Linked DNA regions of Bicyclus anynana: region 1 is linked to region 2. The links are chromatin contacts, called in public Hi-C maps. All regions are on one chromosome and are shown on one strand. Each heading gives the region's core, a stretch centred on a gene start, on an enhancer-like site or on the middle of the called end of the contact. The rest is flanking DNA. Distances are from core to core; before and after follow the strand shown. Region 1 overlaps LOC112058272. Region 2 holds the start of LOC112058272.

Region 1 (7,138 bases), core at 3,459-5,958, 42 kb before region 2:
AGAAGTCAAGACAGGGTAGTGTCAAGTCTCTCTCATAATTCATGATATTGTTGGTATACGTGTAATTTTGCTAAAATAATGCCATGATTTTTTTTTCACACATTTCTCTTTCCAAATCCATGTGGTAAGGCTTTCATCTAAACGAGCCTGAAATATTAGTGCCAAGCGCCTATTTACCACAAGCATACATAAATACAAGGTTCATAAAAAGAAGAGTATTACGGTATGTTTGTACGCAATTTTCTAAAAAACTACAAATTTGAATGGGGTTTTTGGTTTTTTAATACGTTTTAGGTATAAAGAAGGCGGTTTTGTGTGATATTTCATACTGATTATTGAAATGAATTTAGTTACTTTTAGATACTGATCAGTGATCACTATATAACTATTGTGACTTAATTTTAGGGTGAAAGGGTGACATTAGTATTTTATACTGTACCTACCTACTTACATATTTAACGCAAGTAACGTCAAGGAATTTTTGGGGTGTCTACGTAATTTAAACTCACTGTGTTATGAAGTGTAAACAGCATGTTTGTATTGTATTACATCATTATGTAAAGACATTGAGATTTCACTGTGGTACCGTAGTTGACCGATTTTGATTAATCAAGTAGTATGTGCGCTGCAGCATGGTGCGGGTGACAATTACCTTATGACGTTCATAATACGTACTATTATTGTGAATCGATTCAAACTTTCAAGAGTGAAACGAACTGTCACCCGCACCATGATATAGCGCACGACCCATAGATTTAAGAGTCGGTACGGAGATGGCACGAACTGTAAGTAGGTTTAATACTGACATTGTTATATTTACACTAGCGAAAGCCTGCGACTTCGTCCGCGTGGAAATCGATGTAAACTTTCACCCCCTACTTCACCCCCTTCTATAAATATTTTTGTTTATAAAACTATAACTCAAAACATGAACTATTTATAGTAAAAAAATACTTCAACCATTTAACCGTTTAGGGGTGGAATTTTGAATCTTTAATGATATTATTTTTGGAAGTACCTACATTTTTACAAATGTAACTTTAAAAAATGAAGGACTTTCCATACATACTTTCAAGGCCTGTTTCACCCCTTCTGATTTTATATTCGCAACTAAAAGTATCCTATAAATTTCGTGTTAAATCGTGCCAAGGATCATTTTAATTCATTCAGTAGTTTCAGCGTGATGCCCGGTCAACATTAAATACTGACAGACAGAGAGACAAAAATTAAAAAATTGGTTTCAGTATTAATTACATAATGCCCTCCAACTAAATTTTTCAAACTATCTTCAGTAACAGAACTTCACCTGTTACAGTTTTATTTTAAGTATAAAAGATAGATTACTTATCTGTACTTACCTACTCAGATTATTTGATAATAATCCTACCCTAGTTAAAAGTTAAAACCTTGTGCACACCACTGTGTTTATGACACACTGTTTTTATAATAGGTTCCACACTAAAAATTAGAAATGAAGGTAGAAAACGCATGTCATATCATACTTAACTTATTTATTTTATATTGATTGTCTATAAAATGTTAATCAAAATATATAAACTACTAACGGCCCCGATCAAGCTTCGCTTTGACTTATATGCAATTTCCCTCCCCTCAAAATCCCTACCCCCTACACAACCCCTACCCTTAAGATCTATAACTGACTCTTTAAACATTTGTATGGGAAATAGAAAAGGGTTGTTTCTATGGTTTTCCCGACAATTATTTTTATTTTACTCATTTTTTAATCCTTCCCTATACCTCCACGAACATTTCAAGAACAAGATAAGATAAATCCATTCAACCGTTCTCAAGTTTTAGCGAGACTAACGAACCGCAATTCATTTTTATAAATATAGATATCTAATTGTTGTGAGATTAATATAGATAAATAACAAATATACCTAATACCTTTCTGAGAATTTCAATATTATATCAACTATAAAACAAAAAAAAGAACAAGCTAATTATAATTATTATTAGGTGTGAAATGAGTAGAGATTTATACCCTCATTTTTTAAATGTATTGTTGGTAAACAGTAAACAGTTGGTAAACATTGAGTAGGGGTGTAGTATAGGTTATGTTATAACAGTTTATCTTCCTATAAGTTTTTGTTTGTTTGTTTTCGAAAATGTCATAAACACCGCCTAAAAGTGTCGCTTACGCGCTTATTCGAGCCCTGCTTGTTGTTTATTATCTGTTTTATTTTCCTAACACCTCAAAATTTACATTTACACATGACGTGCTTGTGTGTTGTCTATGTAACGCAAGAAGTCACTTTGCACGTCTTTCTTATGTAATGATAGTATAAAATTATCATTGTTCTTATGTACCAGACAAGCACGTTGTGAATCTGTTGTAGGGCCAGCTGAAAATATTTTATACTAGCAGAACTTCGCGGTTCCATCCGCGTATTTCCCATTCCCGTAAGAATACGGATATAAAGTATAGCCTGTTACTCGCTGATAATGTAGCTTTCTATTGGTGAAAGGATTAAATCGGTAATTTTTGAGTTTATTCATTATATACAAAAATACGAATCTTTTTATAATATTAGTGTAGTGTAGACTTACACTTTATAATAGACATAGTCGGATGCAATTTTTATGACGTGTCGGAAATAAGCTACGCGCAAGTCATACATAAAGTCACGAGCGACGCGTGAAGCGCGAGATGATGCCCTGCCGCAGCCCTCCTACGTTACCGGTGATACCTAGAATATTGTATTGGACAGCTTATCTAACGCACGATGTTCCGGAAAGTCATAAACATTGCATCCGACTATAATTCTCCATCCCCGTGATCTCATTTTATAATCTCGAAACTAAAATTCAAAACATATTTGCCGGGTCATGTGTTCTATAGACAGTCATAGTAAGTGACGTAGTTTAAAAGAGCTAAACTAAAGGATAAACCGGTAACTTTATTTTTCATTAATTTTTAACCGACTTCCAAAAAGGAGGAGGTTCTACGTTCGGCTGTATGTATGTTTTTTTATTTACATTCTTGTGGAAAAAAACTGATTATTTATAACGAAACACTGACCGAACCTGGTACCGCTTTGCTTGACTGCAGTGTTCTTATCACTGCGTTGTGAAGGTTTAATCGCGTAATATCTACACCCATATCTGAGAGATTATGTACGCTGTACGCGGTCTATCTGACAACGTTGTGCACAAATAAAAAAATATACTACCTACTTACACCAGTATGTTATAAATACACCGAAATGCACTTAGCACTCATATAATACCAACTCACTATACAAAAGGCTGAGCGTTTTTTCAATTCAGGCTAAACGTTAGTGCATAAGCACTAATAAATAGTAGCATTATACGATCAAGTGCTTATTGTCAAAACAATAAACAACATAACACTTTAATGTTTTGAACAATCAAAACATTAAAGCGACAGCTGTTTGTAGGGACACTGATAATTGCATGCACGTAATGCAGACGAATAGCGTTGGTAGATACGACATGCATAGCTATAGCGAGATGATGCAAGACCGCGCGAGGGGCCGAGTGGAGTGGAGTGCAGTGTCGCTCGGTAAAGCCGGAGTGATAAGAGGCGTGACGTCACCGACCACTGCGGCCCCGGGCGCGGCCTCCCGCACTCGCGAGTGCGGAGTGCCGACACTCACCGACGCGGAGTGCGAGGACTGCGAGTCTCCGCTCCCTTCCTCCTCCTTGAGAATGAGCGCGCTGGCGTCGTCGCCGCCGGCGGGCAAGTCGCTGGCGCCCACCCGGTTGCGCCGCCTGCTGGAACCCGTTTGGCCGACGGGCGGCGTGTGGTGATTCATTTCGTGCACCGTCAGACTCTGCCGTATGTCCGCCGTGAAGTTGCACATCGAACAGTGAAAACTTCCGTTGCCGCCGTGGTTTTTCATATGTCGATCCAAGTTCCACTTGTAAGGCGTGCGAAAATCACACATAGTGCACTTTATCATCGGCATAGAGTGATATTTAACATGTTTCGTATATCTCGCTCTTATGTGGGTGACGTAGTTGCATTTGCTGCAGGGAAAGAAATTGGTCCTTTCCGTCGCGGCCTGGTCCGGCGCGGCGTCGCTTGCGCCTGCGCCTTCGGAGTCGAACGTGCGCTCGAGTGCCTCTTCGTTGCAGTCCTCGACGTCTATCTGCATGTCGTCGCACTCCTCCACTTCCTCGAGCAACTCCTCCATCCTCTCCACCGGCTCGGGGGTTTCCAAAGCGGGCGGTGCCGCTCCCAGGTCCTTGGCCGGGGTGGACTCGTGGACCATCTTTATGTGTCTCGTGAGTTTCTGTTGATGCCGAGAAGCGTAGATACAATAGGGGCAGTCGTAAATCTTGAGTCTCTCGAAGTGCACGTCGCGAGTGTGCACGAGATAGGCGCGCGGGTTCTGCGTGTAGAACGTGCACTTCGTGCAATTGTAGTTCCGCTTTATCTTGCACTGCGGCAGTTCAAAATCTTCAGCGGCGTCCGAGGAGGCCTCCGAAGACGCGTCGCCGAACAGGCGGCCTTCGAGGGGGCGCACGAGAGTCGCGACCTCGCCGAGTTGCGCGCTCTGCGGCGAGGACATCTGTTGTAGCATGCCTCCGCTGCAACAAAACAATGCTCGACGTCGGTTAAGCGTTCCGAGACGAGGGTCCGCGCTCGGCGGCTCGGCGCGGGGTGCGGCGGGTCGGGGGCGGGCGGGGTCGTGCACCGAGGAGCGCGCTGCGACGGCCGCGTGTGCGGAGCGCGAGAACGTCGCCGGCAGAATGAGGCGGCTCACGGCTGGCGGCGAGTGGCGAGGCGACCGCGAGCGCGCTGGCGGCTGCGGCCGAGGGCGCGTGGGCCGCGGGACGGGCGGAGGGTCCGTCGACCGGCCGCAGTCCGCACTGCTGCTCCCGTGTTTTTCATCCTCCTCGAGCGAGCGCGGTTAGGGGAGTCGACGCAGCAGGCGACCTCCGCCGAGGCATTCCTCGACGATAACATCGACGAATTACGTAAAAATGTGTCCGAACCGCAAACGCAATTACTTGATGTTGCTCGCTGGTTGTGATGATTTAAGCGCACGCTACAGAGGCCTACCTACAGTTATAGTCTATGCACTTATACTAACTCAACCAGGAATAGAACAACGCTATTGAACTATTCCTAACATGTGTTGGGTGTCAACCAGTTGCAACCTAACACATTCTTAGGAAACAATATCACGAACGAAATGAAACATTTAGCTACCTACATAATTAGCTATTTACGCATGCACCTATAAGCTACTTATAATCCGGGTACTTAAATCATTTTAACATCAAACATGTTTGGCAAGCACCTACTGTTTGAGGTGGATGACCCTTATTAATGCAACGTGACACCTCGCCACCTATGAACAAATACCTAATTGGTGTTTTCAATGTAATCGTAAGACGTCAAAATAAGTCTCATAAGTTTTAGCAAATTAGATGGCGTTGATGTCTTTTTCTGCCAAAAAAGTCGGATTTAGGAAAAGTTGCGGGTCACCCACACTCATACAATACAATAATATTGTCAATAAAGTAGGGTAACGTTGCCTAAAGTCGTATTCTGGCAATATTATGTTCATTAACGAGCACACATACAATCAATAATATTGTCAATGTATATATGAGTTACTAAGGAAATAACACAGTCATATTGCTGTAGAACGGCATTAGGTCACCTTACCCGACATAATTATTGTCAATAATATTGACAATACTATTGTGTGTGGCATCCTTTAACACCATAAGGTGGCATCTAAGTCAAGCAAATAGACATTAGGAACAACATATAGGTAGGATGCAACACGTCATTTTCTTCAGTGTCTGATTCCAGTAATTCTGCCGCTCTAGCCATGTTATATTTCGATTCTCTTTCTACGAACTACTACTACTAACTACGAAATTTAAAAAATGTATATGGGAATGATGAATGTGATCCGATTTATTAAGAATGATCACGTCACCTATAGATAATGATAGTAAATCCTTACATTTTCGAAACGATAGCGTTTGTAGAAACAGAATCGATTTAACACATGGCTATGGCGGCTGTAGATTTTGCTGACGCGTTTCCGCGGGAATGGGAACTACGCGGGGTGTCCGCTAGTACTTACCCGTAGTATACATGTAGGTAGGTAGATATATTTTTTAACTTGGCACGTGAATACACTTACATACACACAACCACACGGTGGAGATACTTTTCACTGCTCTTCATCAAAAACGATATACGATTTCACAGGGCTAAACATTTAATAACTCAGTTTCTATTTATAAAAATACCTCGTACATAATGGGTCTTTTTAGCCCCTTGTTTAACATTATACTATTTGTAGCCTCGTTGGTTCTGTGATTAGCCTAAATGGCTATGAAATGCTGAGCTTTTCTATCTTTTTCAGTTAAACTTTCCAGCCCAGAGTTGGCCTAAGAGACGCCGTGCTTCGGAGAGCACGTTAAGGCTACAGGGCTCGTTATTATTATTATTATTCATTGCTATTTAAAGAGTGATCGTTAATATTAAAACTGTGTTGTAGGATTACTGGGACCTAGTCTTCGGCGGCGAAGACGCTGTGTTGTAGGATTACTGGAACCTAGTCTTGGGCGGCGAAGACACTTCTTGGTATTGTGCTAAATGATGTCAATTGTCATGTCATCTTCAAGGACGTTTTTGGGTCGACTCTAGTTATTGGCGTTGCGGTCAGAGGTGTGATTGCAACTCTCAACCGTTAATTGGATGGGGTGGGTGGCTACTCTCTCAGTTTTTCGAGAATTTTTCTATGTACTGGGCTATTGTTGGAAGATTTAAATATCTGTGGAGGTCGTTATTTTGTACGAACCACGGGCATTCCGGGGTCTGTCGCATGTTTTTGAGGTCATGTTTTTGAGGTCTTGCAGGGCGCCTTATGATGGTGGACAAACAATACACTAGCGTAAGTTATTACCGGATGGATTTGGATAGTGGTCTTATTATGACTCTCAACTTGGAGAGGAGGGACAGTATGCTCTTAGCGCAAATCTGTATGCATGCAGTATGCTCTTAGTCAAAATGGGATTGCTCTCTTTTTAGGGTTCCGTAGTCCAGAAGGTTCCCTTATAGTTTTGCCATGTCCGTCTGTCTGTTCGTCCGTCCGCGGTTTAACGCAGAGACGCACTACTA
Region 2 (6,402 bases), core at 2,636-5,135:
TACTTCTATGTGAGTTAGATTAATTTTGCTATACCTAGGGATAAAATGAGAACTTTGGATTCTCAGAGGTAGATGCAACAGAAGCTAATTTTTTAGCGAAAATTAAAAGGGATGGAGTGAAATAGGGGTTAGAGTCTGTAATTAGTACACAGACTATCGGTTATAATAAAACGAATATAAGAACTTTGAATTTCCATCCATATAAGGTTGAAGTTGAAAGTCAGATGATACGTTTATAGAATTTCAGGAAAGTTATTTACTATCCATAAAATGAGGTCAAAAAAGGATGAATGTTTAGACCGACGCGGACAACTCTGCTAGTAACTCTATGAATTAGTCTGAGTAATTCTTTTTCAACTTAGTTTACCTCAGTAAGTAGTTACGTGGAATTGCCTACCAATCACTTGAGCCGCGAAAAGTTCTTTATAGGATGAAACTGGCAATCTATTACGTAGTTTATATGCTGTGCTCCGCATGTTGTTTAAAACAAAGCACGTGTACGAACAGTGAGCCACACAATTTATAAGGTGTGTCAGGGGCGTACCTCGGTATGGCATTGGCGTAAGCACGAGAACTCGTCTGTGGACTGCGTCGATATTAAACACTGTCTACGTTCTAGGTCTTCCATATATTTACAGGAGCGCTGTAAATACAGTGTAAGTGACTTTTTGGTTTAAAGAGTCGAAGCTACTCATACAGCAACCGTATGAATAAGATTAATTTATTCGTACGATTGCTGGAATAATTGCCTATTCTTATTATGACAATTGATTAGATGGACGACTAGCATTAACTTAAGTCTTAAAGAATACCTACATAAGATCTTCGCCGTCTATTCAGAGGACACAGGTTTGCTTTCCGGTGAAGGAAAAACGTCATGTAATTTTATTGACTCTTCATAATGTTGTAAAGGCACAATGACTATATAAATAAAAATATACACCATAACAAATATTCTATGGTTTATGGATTTTTAATGTTGAATTGGATGCAGAGCACAAGAGGTTTATGGAGATGGCAGGAGAAGATGGAAGAACACGATTTAAAAATAGAGATTCAAAAACAAAATCTTAAATCTGCCATGTTCTTAAATCATCATCATCTTAAAAAACTCGTTAGAGTATAGCCGTGCAGATCCGAAAAGAAACTCTACTTCTCTAGGGATTTTTCGTAGGAGGGTGTCGTCGCTGTTGTGAACCGTTGGATATTGAAGCAAAATTACATAATCGTCAATGCTTAGTTTAAGTCATTATAATTATGCTGTTCTTGCAACCATTCTGACGGCGTAAGACGCTAATCAACATGACAGTGAGTCTAAACTAATTAACGTTATCCGTCATGAAAAGAATCACTCACAGCTGATGGGTAAGTTAACAATCGTCCATTCGTTCGAAAGCACAAGTCAATTGTTGACAACATTTTGGTAGGAACTTTTAGGTATACTCCGCGCCAAGAAACAAGTCCCGTAGACGCAGTGCTAATATCTTCATTGCGCTCATTGTCATTTGGTAATGACGATCTTATTGTCATTAGTGTAAGGCGCTGTGAATAGGGATGATCACTAGGTTTGAATATATTGATTTTTATGATACATTCGGGTAAATAGGTTCAATGTTAACTAATTTATACATAAAAAGCAAGGATTGTCTGGATATTTGTAAAATAAATAAGATTATATAAATTCAAATCTATTAAAATTTTTTTTATCGCAATTAGATGAAAATTCATACAGTTTCAGCTTCCTTACATTAAATGTAACATGTTTCAATAAATGAACTATAAACATAAACGCACAAATAACAAAGATATTAGTAATTTTGTTTGGACGCACAAATCTAACGATCAGCGAGCCATCGACGTCACTAATTCGTGCCATTTTGTATGGAGCGTTTTTCAGAGATTCGCGGCAGCGCCGCAAATCCGACCATTTAAACCCCTGTAGCTCCGAAAGTAATGATCGCAGATACCCTGTTACTTTTAGAAAATTGCTTTACTATTAGCATACTCTTAATTTATATACAATTTAAAAAACTGTCATCATCCTTATTGTAGTTCAGGTTTTAGACGCGGGACTTCTTTCGTGGCGCGGAGTATAGGTACCTAGCTAAAGATCTATACTAATCTAATATTTTCTGATTTCCAATGAGCATTTCGAAGTGAGGACATATAAATTAAGTACATAATAGGTACCTACTTAATATAAACCTGAAAATGTAAAACGGCAACTTTACTCAAACAAGTCCGCGGACAAAAGCTATTTAACGATAATGCCACTCTGTCCCGTCGCACTACTACACTGCACACTTTACGGTTTACGGTGAATTTATTTTTCAACGGCCTCCGTCTAAAAGCAGCAGATTTAGCAAATCCTAGTTGTGAGACCGGGGTCGACCACTCTTGCAGACCTACAACACCCTCACCTCACCCACCCCTAATTTTCACTCTTTTGGCCGACAGGGATCTAAATCCCACCTCCGCACCGAAACACCCTAACGCCCTAACCCAGTCACGCGGTTCTGCTCCTAATGTACTCGAGTGTTGGTTCTAGTTTAGCGTAAATTGAATATAACGAGGCCGAGAGCTGTTTCAACGAAACGTCGTCGAGGGTACGCGATATAATACTGTAAAGACACGCAACTTTGGAACCTAATCCACAAATATAAGAGCGAAAATGGCGTGCATGTTAATCTATAACATCAAACACGCACAACTCGCTGCTGGCGAAGACACTGCCACCGGACGGACGAGCCTCAATCCCTTGATAAATCTACACGCACTGTTATAAAACTATACAGTACGAATGTATGTAAGCATTGCAATGACGCATATAGATTGGTGGGCAACGCAAGATGTTTATGCAGTCACGTGGCTAAAGTCTACTACGGTGTGGTAAACAACAACTATAAGAATACTCAACAGTTAACAAGCTTATATGGGTAAGTCACGTTTCCACTTACCACTCGACTAATCATACGACATGTCGACTGTTCTGTTTGCATGTACATGAAGATTATGTAGGTATCTGACTGTAACTGTAGTAGGTAGGTATAACGCCAACAAGACTTGCTAACACTCAATAATTTAACAAACGTTACGTAGGTAGACAGGCATGTCTGCATGCCATAGCTATACGCGGCCTGCCTGCTGCTAGTCGTTAATTTCAATTTGCAACGTAATCTACATCGTCTTTCAACAGTTGCGCGGCGCGTATCTGCCCATATTACGATTACGAATGTGAGATACGAACGAGTACATCGATATCTCATACCTATAGTAAATAGGAACGACGCAAGAGCAGAGCAAAGACAGCACAGCCCGAGGTCGGCCGCCAACAGTCGCTCCGACCCTACGGCTCTCGTGATAAGGCGCACATCGCCTCGCGCGCCCGCTGACCTCACCGCACCGACAAATAATAAATATGTAACACTGATAAAGCTACAGAAGCGTTGACCGGCAAGAGAATCTCGTTCGGCGTATATCTGTCGTGTCCGAGGAGGAATCGTTACGGACGGCTATTTCTGGTGACGGGCCCGTCGGGTGCGTCGGGGACCGGCCGGCCGTCTCGCCTCACGAAGTGCGGCGCGGAACGTTACGCAGAGTAATGAGAAGGTCGCGTGTTACATACCTGCGTGCGGGAGCGGTGGCGGCTGGGCGCGCTGCTCGAACAACAGTCTTGTATGATGGCGCGCGTCGGACTGGCGAGGCGTGGGGCGAGGGCGGCGGCCAGCAGTGCGAGCGTCGCCGCGGCAGCAGTCGCCCGCGCCCCGCACCCCGCGCCTGCTGCACGCCGTGCGTGCGCCCGCCACAGCCGCTGCTGACATCAGCATCTCGGCGACACCGACTCCCGCTTCTAGGCACTCCTCTCCTCATACAAACAGTTGACACCCGAGTAATGTCGACGAACCGAACTTGTTTATTTATACATACACTCGTACATATACGAATTTGTTGATGGCTTTCCTCCAGTCGCGTTTGAAACCCTCGTAACTTTATTTTTAAGTTTTCGAATTTAATTATCACCATTAACTCAACTCATGACCTGATAGTGCTTGTAAACTAAGCTTAATTGAAATAAATGAACTTTACTTTAACTTTATAGAATCTACCGATATAAAATGCTTTTGTCGAGCGATTTTATACGATTCTTTAAACAAATCAATAATCAATTAATCACCAATAATGAGCTTTTTCAAATTCGTTTAGCTAAACGGTAAAGGTGCCGTACTCATTGTCCGAGGGGTGGTGGTTCGATCCCCATCCGCTGGACTATTGACGTACCTATCCACTCCTAGCACAGTCTTTTTCGACTGTTGGTTAGGAATAGTCACATTAAAAAAACCTACAAATATTCTTTTATAAAAAAAAAACTATTATCCTCACACGTAATTGGGGTAAGCCCGGGTAGACCTGACAAATGACATCCATATACAATGACATTATACTTTTAGGTAAGTATATATGTATATATCTACATTACGTTTAGAAGTTCGATGTCGTGTAGAAACCGTAAGGTATGTATTTTCACCTACTCCTCCAAGTTAGCCTTCAATCTTAGTTTGCATCGCTTACCATCAGGTGAGATTGTAGTGAAGGGTTAACTTGAAAAGAATAAAAAAAAATGTCATCCCTATTCCCTATAGGTACTTACGATATATTGTATGTAGTAAACAGAGGTAGAGTTAGGTAACGTATGTACAATACATGTACGGAACGGGTAGGTATGGTTGTCACCTTTACGTGACCCCACAATCCATTTGGGACGCGTTGTTACCTCAAGCAGCTTTGCGCTTTAGTGTCTACATCGGGAAATTATAAAATACTTAACATTTATTCTATAAAAGTTAAAACAAGTAAAGCTTATGCGTATATCACCAGGTAGTTGTCATATAATAAACGTAGAACTGATCATCATTCACAAATTCTATTTAGCTCACTGTTGAGCACGAGTGTCCTCTCAGAATGAGAGTGGTTAGGCCTTAGTCCACCACGCTGCCTGGCCCAATGCGGATTGTAGACTTCACACACGTAGAGAATTAAGAAAATTCTCTGGTATGCATGTTTCCTCACGATGTTTTTCCTTCACCGTTTGAGATACGTGATATTTAATGATACCTAAGTAACAGATGAATTCGTTAAATAACTAACAAACATAGGGAAACAATTTATTTTTTATTATTCACGAAAAACCAACCAATCTAAGCGACATTGTCACCCAAATCCGTCAGACAAGCTACTACGTACGTTTGACTTCGAAAACTCCTCTTTAAGAAAACACATGCTCATTACACTAACATTTTCCAGATGTGGAAATCGAACCCACGTTTTTGGTTGCAGGACAGTACTCACCCCACGTCAAAAAAAAAAATAATTGCAAAATCTATTAATAAGCTATGCTTCTACACTTCTATGAAGTGCATATTGGTCTTTGTGGCGCGCTTTCGGACAAGAAAATAAGAGCAAATTATATCTAAAGATTAGATATACCACACATATAAATAAATTTGAAGTGTCTATCTGTGATTCCAAAATAACTATGTTTTTTCAAGTGCTTAAAGCTGCACAACACTAAAGCATAACCAAGCTTTATTATTCTTTTTGTCTTTCTGTTTATCCGGGCTATTATCTGGAACTTTCACTGGAAGATATAGGAGGTAATTGAGCAACTATTGGCAATTTTTTATTCCGGAAAAATCACGCGGACAAAGTCGCGGGCGTCCGCTAGTATAAAATAAAGAAGGAAAAGACACAGACAGGCGACACGACATGCTGCTGCGGCCGCCCTGATTTGAAAATAAAAATAAATACTTTGGTTAGATGGGTGCTCGCTCACCTGTTAGTGATACTGATATCCACAGATCAAAAAATAATAGGTAGATAGAGCGCACGGAACACGACGGTGTCGTAGCCGTTTCAAATACAAAATTAAAAAACGAAGACATTCTCGAGTCAGTACGATATGAAGCATCGCATCAGTAATTTTTAATATTATTCAAGACAAATTTTTGATATTTTAAAAACTGTTAACAAAAACTAAAGAAATTAGATGGAGTATTTTTTATTGGTAATTATTGATTATTCATTTAATTTAAGTAATTGTTGTTAATGTTAAATGTTGTGTATTTCCAAATTATGAAAAAAGTTTGTATATGCGGATGTCAAGGAGACACTTTACGTTTTTTTAAGTTTTAAGAGTTTCACCGGCTTCACCACGCTACTTGTAAAGACTCATTCTGGATCATCTTTATTCTGTGCTGATATCTTGAATCTTACACAAACACGTTGTACGTTTTGAAGGTCTAATGGCCTGTAAGACATTCGTCATTTCATAAAAGCTGAAAGGTAGGCAACTACTCACATAAGGTAGTAGTGTGGGTTGTCAAACTTTTGAAGGACAACGAGTCA

Evidence for each region. Hi-C and Micro-C count contacts between places; a contact is called where the count stands out from the background.
Region 1: a contact with region 2 is called in a Hi-C map of whole body, with 3 times the contacts expected there. The contact joins the enhancer-like site here to the promoter of LOC112058272 in region 2. A contact is called at or near these places in 2 of 2 Hi-C or Micro-C datasets (whole body and whole larva).

What each region holds. Positions count from the first base shown.
Region 1 is chr3:13,400,886-13,408,023 of ilBicAnyn1.1, reverse strand. It overlaps LOC112058272, which reads right to left. Exons shown (of 5, transcript XM_024098983.2): 2 at 3,642-4,578. Among protein-coding and RNA genes, the nearest start is that of LOC112058273, 14 kb to the left of the region's middle. Within about 2 kb of position 4,708, at least 8 of the 8 cell types and tissues checked have open chromatin away from gene starts, as enhancers often do.
Region 2 is chr3:13,358,884-13,365,285 of ilBicAnyn1.1, reverse strand. LOC112058272 reads right to left here and starts at 3,885. Exons shown (of 5, transcript XM_024098983.2): 1 at 3,626-3,885. The coding sequence starts at 3,870.